Linked DNA regions of Rattus norvegicus: region 1 is linked to region 2. The links are chromatin contacts, called in public Hi-C maps. All regions are on one chromosome and are shown on one strand. Each heading gives the region's core, a stretch centred on a gene start, on an enhancer-like site or on the middle of the called end of the contact. The rest is flanking DNA. Distances are from core to core; before and after follow the strand shown. Region 1 holds the start of Tmem88b (transmembrane protein 88B). Region 2 holds the start of Mib2 (MIB E3 ubiquitin protein ligase 2).

Region 1 (4,598 bases), core at 643-3,142, 130 kb before region 2:
CTCTGTTAAAATTAATTATTTAATTTCTTATTCACTTTTATCCCGAACAATTTATTTTCTGTAAGTATTTGTCAATGATATTGGCAGGTGGGGCCTTCGAGAATTAAGGTTAATTCAGGCCATAAAAGTGGGGCCCTAGCATTTATGACTTACACATTCACAGATACACATAGATAAGTTTGTGTGTGTGTGTGTGTGTGTGTGTGTGTGTGTGTGTGCAACTTCAATATGAGTGCCCTCAGAAACAAAAGTGCATCAGATCCTCTGGAGCTGGAGTTACCTATCATGAGTACTAGGAATCCAACCAAGCATATAGTGCTCTTACAGAGGACCTGAGTTCAATTCCCAGCACCCACACTGGGTATCTCAGAACCACTTGTAACTTCAGCCCCAAGGAATCTGACTCCCACTCCTCCTACTTCCTTTTCTCCTTTTCTCCTTTCCTTTTTTTTTTTTTTTTAAGATTTAAGATTTATTATTTATTATGTACAGTGTTCTGCCTGCATATATACTGGTATACCAGAAGAGGGCGCCAAGATCCCACTACAGATGGTTGTGAGCCACCATGTGGTTTCTGGGATTTGAACTCAGGACCTCTCACGGAGCCATTTTAAAAGATGGAGTCCCGGTATGTATCTCACTATATAGCCTTAGCTAGCTAGCCTAGAACTCACTATGTAAACTGACATGGAATGTATAAAGATCTACCTGCCTCTGTCACCCAAGTGCTGAGATAGAATGTGTGTACTATCATACGCAGCTCTGACCACCGTGTCTGGCCTCTGAGGACACTTGTGCTTATGTGCACATACCCACATATAGACACACATACATACAGGTCAAAAATAAAATGTCAGGGGCTAGAGAAATGGCTCAGCAGTTGCAAACACTTGTTGCTCGTACAGAGGACTGCGGTTAGATTCCCAGCACCCATATGGTGTTAGGGCCCTGAGAGGCATGGTGGGTTGTTGTTTGGTTGATAATTGTTGTGGTTTGTTATGCAGGTCCTCCAACAACTAGAGCAGGGGCTTTTCCTACCCTGCCTATAGATCCTGTTGCCCTAACTGGGTTGCCTAGCCTCAGTGGGAGAGGATGTGTCATTCATATATATATATATATATATATATATATATATATATGTATGTATGTATGTATACATATATGTATGTATACATATATGTATGTATACATATATGTATGTATACATTATATTATATATATTATATCTATAATTACAAGAGTGTGTGCTTAGTAGGAAGATAATTTTAAAAAATTTGGGGGTTGGGGATTTAGCTCAGTGGTAGAGCGCTTGCCTAGCAAGCACAAGGCCCTGGGTTCGGTCCTCAGCTCCGAAAAACAAAAAAACAAACAAACAAAAAATTTGGGATGTATTTATTTATTTTATGGGTATGAACATTTTGCCCAAATATACGTATGTATGTACACGACATGCATACCCAGTGCCTATGGAGACCAGAAGAGGGAGGGCTGGAGTTTTCAGGACTATATGCTCCCATCATCTGAAGAGCTTGTTGCGTACTTCCACAATGGGTTGCATTTAATATGGAGTAATTGCATCTGCTTTTAATTAGGTATCCATTACCTGCCGGGCACTACAGTAAGCACTAACCGTACGACCCGGTCATGCTGCGAACAGCTCCAGAGCATGAAGTCACCTGGTGTCAGAGAAGGGGAAAGGCAGGGGCTCAGGCTGGGAAATGAGTTGATAGTTCGCCCCTAGATGGCGGCTATTGATAGGGCTTCTGTCATAGCCAAGATCTGTGAAGCAAAGCCATTGTTTGAGAGAACTGGAAGCTGGGAAAGGGTAGGCTGAGAGGAAGGAGGGCCCCAGTGCTCAGATGGGAAGAGCTCTGTAAGACCTGACAAGAGCACATAGGAGCTGCCTGCCTTTGCCTGGTAAAGAGGCCCAACAAGGTAGTGGGGGAAACTGTGGTAGAGGAGTAGCTCTGGAGACTGATATTCAGACCTAGACTAAACGGACTAGCTACCTGATGGATAGTAGACTGTCTACTCTCTGATGGCTAGGATCTAGGTGTGAACTGAATCTGGGGAGGGCAAAAGGATCTCTAGCCTGGGCCTAGGGTACTTGGGGGTTAGTCCTGCTGCCTACCACTGTGATCTTGGGGGGAAACACCCTTCAAGGGCAACAGCAGGACATGAGTGATCAGGAAAGGGAGACAGAAGAGGATGAAGGCGTTACCTCAGACACGGCACCCATGCTACCCCGAAGAAGGCCTACCGATTACCACATCTCAGTCCTGGCCACCCAAGGCCTCAGGACCCTGATGCTGTCTGCCCGGGCCCTAGCTGGGTTCCTGCTTCATCTGCTGCTGCCTGGGACAGTCTTCCTGCTGGTATTGCTGCCAGCAGCTGCCGTTGTCTACCTGGGATTCCTGTGCCACTCGAGGGTGAGCAGTATCCATTGGTTAGTCCTTGGGGAATGAGTGTTCTGCGGAGGTTCAAGTCCTTGGGCTTGTAGGTGAATATGCCCCCTTCTAGCCCTGCCCCTTTGTAACCAGAGACATATACATCCTCCTCTTCTGCCAACACCCCTACCAGCTGCAGACAAAGAAAGGCTCTTTGTTACACAGGGAACAGCTGCCTTGCCTCTCCCAGGCCCCTCTTAGCTTTGTACCAGGAGGCACCAGGGCCTGGTCAGTGAGGTTGACGTAGAGATAGGAAAATACATTGTCAGATTCACCTGTCCTCAGTGCCTCTCCACTACACACAGACACAGACACAGACACAGACACAGACACACACACACACACACACACAGAGAGAGAGAGAGAGAGAGAGAGAGAGAGAGAGAGAGAGAGAGAGAGCACCCTTCCCTGAACCCTCTTGACCTTGGCTAGGTTTCCCCATCTATGGCTTGATCTATACATAGATGGCCCCTATATCCCTTTCTGAAGCTTATGGAGAGAAACGAGGCTAGCTGGTGACACTACAGATGAACCTCAATATCAGCTGTCAACACAGGTATGGGTCATGGAAGGAAGCTCATATGGGGACAGGAAAACTGGCTTGGGAGAGCCAGGGAGGTTCTCTGGCCTTTTCTTAAGGAACCCCCTAACACACACCCAAGCACTCAAAAATGCCACCACCAACTCTCTAGGTTCAGTTCTCACATTTCTGACCAGGCTCCACCTCCAGGCCTTCCAGCCCTACCCTTTTCTTTCTGGACTCTGCCCTGAGCTCTAGGCCCAGCTAGGATCTCCAGGCCTCGGGCCCAGGTCCTCCCTTAGCGCTACTCCACTCCGGTGCTTCCCTGTCTGACTGTACGCCTGCACTGCCCACAGGTTCATCCAGCCCCGGGTCCACGTTGCAGAGCGCTGCTCTCAGACCGTGGCTCCGCGGCGCTCATAGTGTTCGGATTCCTCTCTCTGCCGCCGCTTCTGGTGCTCGCCTCCGCCGCCCGCTCCCTCCTGGTCCGGCGACTACACCTTGTACTGCCTACCCCCGCGAGGACCCCCGACCCGCGCCGCCTGCCCAGAGGCAGCGAAGATCTGGCGGACGAGGAGAAACACCTTTGTGCTTGGGTCTGACGCCTCAAAGGTCTCTCCCAGTTCTATTCGCTTGACCCCCATAAAGTGGATGACGGCCGCCTTGGGGCTCTGAGCGCAGTGTTCGAAGTCTCCAGGAGGTGGCAATCGGGTCCCTCAGAAGAGGGAGAAAAGGTGTCCCTGGAAGAAAGGCGTTTGTTCTCCATCCCCTCATGTGGTCCATAGCCAGCTTTGCAGCCATCTATGTGCCCCGCAAACCATGCATAATTCTAGAAGCTCCAGTGTAGCCAGTAACAACCAGACTTAATGGCTCATCTTGTTGGGTCAGTTGAGTCCTCCAAGGTCAGCCATGACCTTGTCCAGGACGAAGATCAGTTGGGTCCATGGTCAAACTATTATCAGATCAGGTTTGAGATAGGATCTGGGATCAGTGATTCAGTGTAAGTGCAGGGTCAGCATGCCGTTGTAGTTAATATATAGTTTATTTTTGTTTTATGTGCATTGATGTCTTTTTGCCTGCATGTGTGTGTCTATGTGAGGGTGTCACAAGCCCTGGAAGTTACAGACAGTTGTGAGTTGCAATGGGGGTTCTGGGAATTGGACCTGGGTCCTCTGGAAGAGCAGCCCATGATTTCTTCAGCTCCTAATACTCAGCTTGCATTCAGGGTCAGGTATCCAGAGCTGTATCCATGAACTAGAGCTCATCCCCTGACCAGGGTTCTTTCTTCTGAGACAAGCAGCAGAGTAAGAGCTCATTTTACAACGTGAGTAAATTTAAGATTTCGAATATCTTAAAATATTCAATATTTTAAATATCTTTGTATTTGGCATGCTACAGTTTTACTAATATTCTCCTACGTATTCATAAATTATCATCCTCCTTCCCCTCCCTGTGTCCTATCTTCTCCTTTTCCTGGGCCTCATATATACTAGAACTAGAATATCTTACTTATTTTTATTTTTGTAGAATATCTTACTTATTTTTATTTTTAGTAGTCCTAGGATAAACTTAGGTGAGCTATATATCTACCACTGAGCTATATATCCTTAGCCATGAATATATTTTTAAAA
Region 2 (4,596 bases), core at 983-3,482:
CTGATAAGAGTCTCTGCAGAACTTGCTCACCACAATTAAAACATTTGACACTTTTGAATTTTTTTTCCAAAACCTTTCTTGATCACTTCTCCTAATAAAGGCAAATCATATGAATTAGATCATTTGCCAACTGATTTCTCTAATCTATTTATCTATCGGTGCTGATCTTGCCTTTAAAGATCTGATCACCCTTCTTACATTCAGCATTAGTGTTTTCAAAGGCAAAGGTTCAATCAGCGCTTTTCTTGCTTGTGGATCTGATACCCTTCTATCTACAGTTGAAGTCAATCTTTGTAAAACGTCAGTGAATGTTTATTTTGGACTTTGCACAATCGGAGTTAATAGTTAAGGTCCTTTCTTCAACCTTGTCCCAAGCACTTAAATCTGCCATGTGGCACACTATTAAGGGTGCCATGTATGACTTGCATCTGGACTTCAGCCAGTCTCAGCTTATCTTGAGAAATTAGTACCTCTGGCCTTATATCTCATGTTATCTCCCTAGCCTCATCTCTCTTCCATGAACACTGTAATTTTGGACTGGATTCTAATATTGCTCTTCTTATAGCTTTTCATTCTTGGGGGATTATTCTGTTTGAATTGCCTAAGAACTTGATATCTGCTACACAAATGGTGAATGCATACCATAATTGAATACTGCCCAGGGACATGGCTCTGTCTGATGACTGAGCACAGTATTTCTGGCAAAGGAAAAAGTCAGTTAACTCTGTAGGTGAATTTCCTACAGAGAGGGTGGTACACGTAACACTTTGTTATGTCATTTCACCTAACACAGTGTAAAACCCAACACGATGGTGCTTGCCTTTAATCCTAGCACTAAACAAGCAGAGGCAGGTGAATCTTTGTGAGTTCTAGGCTAGCTTTAGGCTACATGAGAATTTTAGGCCAGCCAGGGCCATTTAGTGAGACCCCCCATCACGAAAGCCAACTAACCTACCAACCACCCACCCACTCCAACAAACTAGAAACCTGTCGACACATCTAAGGTTGGAGCTAGGAGGGGTGATTTATGCCCCCAAACCCCAGCACTTAAAAGGCTGCAATTGTAGGATTACAGAGCTACAGTGTTGGAGGTCAACCTGTGCCAAAGTAAGATGCTGTCTGTCCTTAAATAAAAATAGCCAGTGAAATAATTTAGTAGGCAAAGACACTTGCTTGAGCCTCTGACTTTGCATGAAGGTTATGGCACTGGTGTCCCCTCCCCCCACAAAAATAAATAAATATAAAGAAAAGAACAAAGAAAAACCAAGACTGTGCAGGAATAGACTGGGTTCACTCGTGATAGTGTGCGCCAGGGGAATATACCTGGACAGCAAGCTGGATGAGGGGACAGTTAGAACACGTGGAACTTACACAGGGAGCAAAGCTTGTGAGAGTTATTGGAGAACTAAGTTGTTATGGTCTAAGGAACATAACACAGAACTGTCTAAGATATGTAAAACAAGGTAGTGTACTGTTTATAAAAGCAAAGGCCTGGATGACTGTTTTTATCTTTATGCCTGTGGGACTAAAATCAGTAGCTGAGTGTGGGGTTGTTCAGTTCACCAGAGTTGATCCCCACTACACCCCAGATCGACGACAGAAAAACAAAAGAGAAAAACTGGCGCAACTCTGATTTTAAAACAAATTAAATCGTGCTGGGTGTGGTAGCTCATGCTTTTAATTTTCTGCATTCAGGAGGCAAAGGCTGTTGGGGCTCCATGGGTTCGAGGTCATGGCTCGAGGTCAACAAACTGAGGTCCAGGTTATGTTGCTACATGTTGCTACATTTTGCTACATAGTGAAACCTTATTTCAAAAAGAAGGGGGGAAAAAAGCCAAAAGAATTACTTTGGATGCGTTTTCGCTACATCTCTGGAAACCCCACCCGTTTCAGGCAAGACGTCACCCGAAGCTTCTGTCTCCAAGGCAACAGAGAGCGTCCTGGGAACTTGTACTGCGCAGGAGACACGTGCCGCTCTGGCTCCGCCCAGACGCACTTCCGGGCGCGACTTTGCCCGCATCACCTCTCAACGCTCACTTTCTGTTCCAAGGATGCCAGGACGCAGGTATTTCCAGTTTCTTCTTTAGAGTAGCAGAGCTCCCGCTGGCCATACCGCGGCTGTCGGTCAGTTTGCTGCCAGACCAGACAAGTACGTCATGCTCAGGGTACCTTGGTAGCTATATGCCCCACCCCCTGACCCTAAGCATTTTGCGTCACGCGCAGGGCCTCCTGGGAGTTGTCTGCCCCGCCCCCGGGCTGTCTCTGCAAACTACAGCTCCCGGCAGTCTGTGCGGCGGCCCGCGACCGTGGTCGGGGGGCCGTGGTGGGGCTCCCTGGTGGGCTAGCGCTGGAGAGGCGGCCTTGCTAAGCACTGTTGGGGGGCGGAGGACGGCGGGCTGCAGCTGGCGCCTCGGTGGCAAGCCGAGGTTCCACTGTCAGCCTCTGCGCTGCTCAGAGCCGGGTATTCCTGGGCCGAACGAGCGCGGAAACTCCGGGCAAGTGGGGGGCCGGGCCGGGCGCCCTCCCAGCGCCGGGGGCGGTGGCACGGGGCCTAGGGGGGCCTGATCATCCTGACGAGGCTGAGGTCTTGTCGGCCGACCTCGGCCCTTCAGCACGACCGGCTTTTAGTCCTTCCCCCCCGGACCCAGCTCGTGCCCGTTGCGCGTTCTCGGTGCGTGGGGGTGATGCAGCGTGTCCCAGCCACCAGACCCATGGGAGCTTTTTAAGGCGACCAGCGGCCTCTGTCCCTTCTCAGATGTTAACTGCGTCTCAGCACCCCTGGCCATAGGGTTGGATCTCCGGGGGCTTTCAGAAAGGAAGGTCAGCACGGCGGAGCCCAGTCCCAAGTCTCCAAGCATCAGGGCTTCCTGCCCGATTCTCAAGGCGGGTGGGGGACACTGGACCTCCAGACAGGTGAGCGCTTGTGAGTTTGGGTTTGGTTTGTTTCCCTTGAGGATGCCCTGTGATGATGTTATGTCAGGGTTTGTGTTTCTGTTTAAATAGGCTTGAGTGGACTGGGCAGTGAGAAATCGTCCTTTCTGCCTCCTCTGGGTTCAGAACCAATGAGAAAAGCGGAGATGCCAGGAAGGCTCCTAATGAGCTGGAATGGGCTTGGGGACAGAGGAAGGTTGGCCACTTATAGAAGATCTGGCTACACATTCCACTCTGGCCTGTTGCTTCTGATGCAACAAGTATCTGTATGTCATTATCCCACCCAAGGTCAGCCCTAGGCAGGGTGGTGAACCCCAAGCTACAGTGTACCCAGAGTTCTTCAGCAAGATTAGCAGCGGTGATACCCCTGAACCTTAATGATGTCCCCCAGCAGATGTCTCAGTGCAGGGCAGATCTGGTTTTCCAGCCTCTGTGTCTTCAGTTGACATTCTTGTTTGATTCTACTGGCATCTAGGACATCCACCTGCCTAGTAGGGGGTCTCTGATGAACCAGTTTTGTTAAACATTTTCAATTACTGTTTCAGACACCACCACAGGTATAGGGAGATGAGTCCTGAATGCTCTCTGTGTCATGTAGTTTTATTTGTCTAAATAAAGGCAGTCTGCTAACTTTTATATTATAACAATGACTTAATTTTTGTGGTTGTTTTGGGATTCCCAATAAGATATTCATATAATAAGGGGCAGCATCCCCCTACACTGTTCTGATAATTCTGACCCTATTAAATGTCCTGGCATGATGTCCCACAAATGCTTTTAATTTCAACACTTGAAAGGAATTTGGTTTATATAGTGAGATCCAGGCTAGTGAGGGCCACATTATAAAAAGAAGAAGAAGAAAGTTTGTTTCTTAAAGGAGGGAACACTGGTAGCAACAGCAGCCAGAATGGTCACTGTCTGGTTATGGCAGTAAATACTGTGTGTAAAACTGCCTCGAAAATGATCTTTCCCCAGCCTGGCTCCCTGCCTTCCTGTTTGGTTTGCTGTATTCTATGTTGGCAATGGCTGCTAGTTTCCCACAGGAAGTTTTGGCCCAGGAAGCAAATTTGTGGCCCAGGAAGTAGCAACTAAATGCCTGGGATGCTGACTAGAGGCTTCTTTGTGTTCTAAGGTGAGTTTTTGTTGTTTGTTCATTTGTTTTATTGTTTCTCCTAGCTTTCCAAGACAGGGTTTCTTTGTATAGCCTTGGCTGTCCTGGAACCCTGGAACTAGCTCTGTAGACCCGACTGGCCTTGAACTTACAGAAGTCTGCCTGCCTCTGCTTCCTGAAAGCTGGCCTAAAGTGAGTTCTACTTCTGCTGAAGCATATTTGCCAAGCACACCCTCGTACTTTAACACACCCTGCTATACTTGTAACTATCTATAGCAAAAACTCCAGGAGTGTTTGGATACTGCCCAGGGACATGGCTCTGTCCGGTGACAGAGCCCAGTATTTCTGGCAAAGGAAAAAGTCAGTTAACTCTGTAGGTGAATTTCCTACAGGGAGGGTGGCACACATAACACTGTGTTTTTCAGCATGCTTGTGACATTTAATGTGCATTTGAAAGTAGCATTGGTTTTTTTTATAAAAAGATTTATTTAGTTATTATATATAAGTACACTGTCGCTGTCTTCAGACACACCAAAAGAGGGCATCAGATCTCA

The links. Hi-C and Micro-C count contacts between places; a contact is called where the count stands out from the background.
Region 1: a contact with region 2 is called in a Hi-C map of the Rat2 cell line, with 4 times the contacts expected there. The contact joins the promoter of Tmem88b here to the promoter of Mib2 in region 2. A contact is called at or near these places in 11 of 12 Hi-C or Micro-C datasets (the A7r5 cell line, the Rat2 cell line, Schwann cells and 7 more).

The regions. Positions count from the first base shown.
Region 1 is chr5:171,673,437-171,678,034 of GRCr8, reverse strand. It overlaps Tmem88b (transmembrane protein 88B), which reads left to right and starts at 1,892. Exons shown (of 2, transcript NM_001109426.1): 1 at 1,892-2,429; 2 at 3,324-4,598. The coding sequence starts at 2,178. The coding sequence ends at 3,569.
Region 2 is chr5:171,539,546-171,544,141 of GRCr8, reverse strand. Mib2 (MIB E3 ubiquitin protein ligase 2) reads left to right here and starts at 2,232. Exons shown (of 20, transcript NM_001005901.2): 1 at 2,232-2,913; 2 at 3,907-4,063.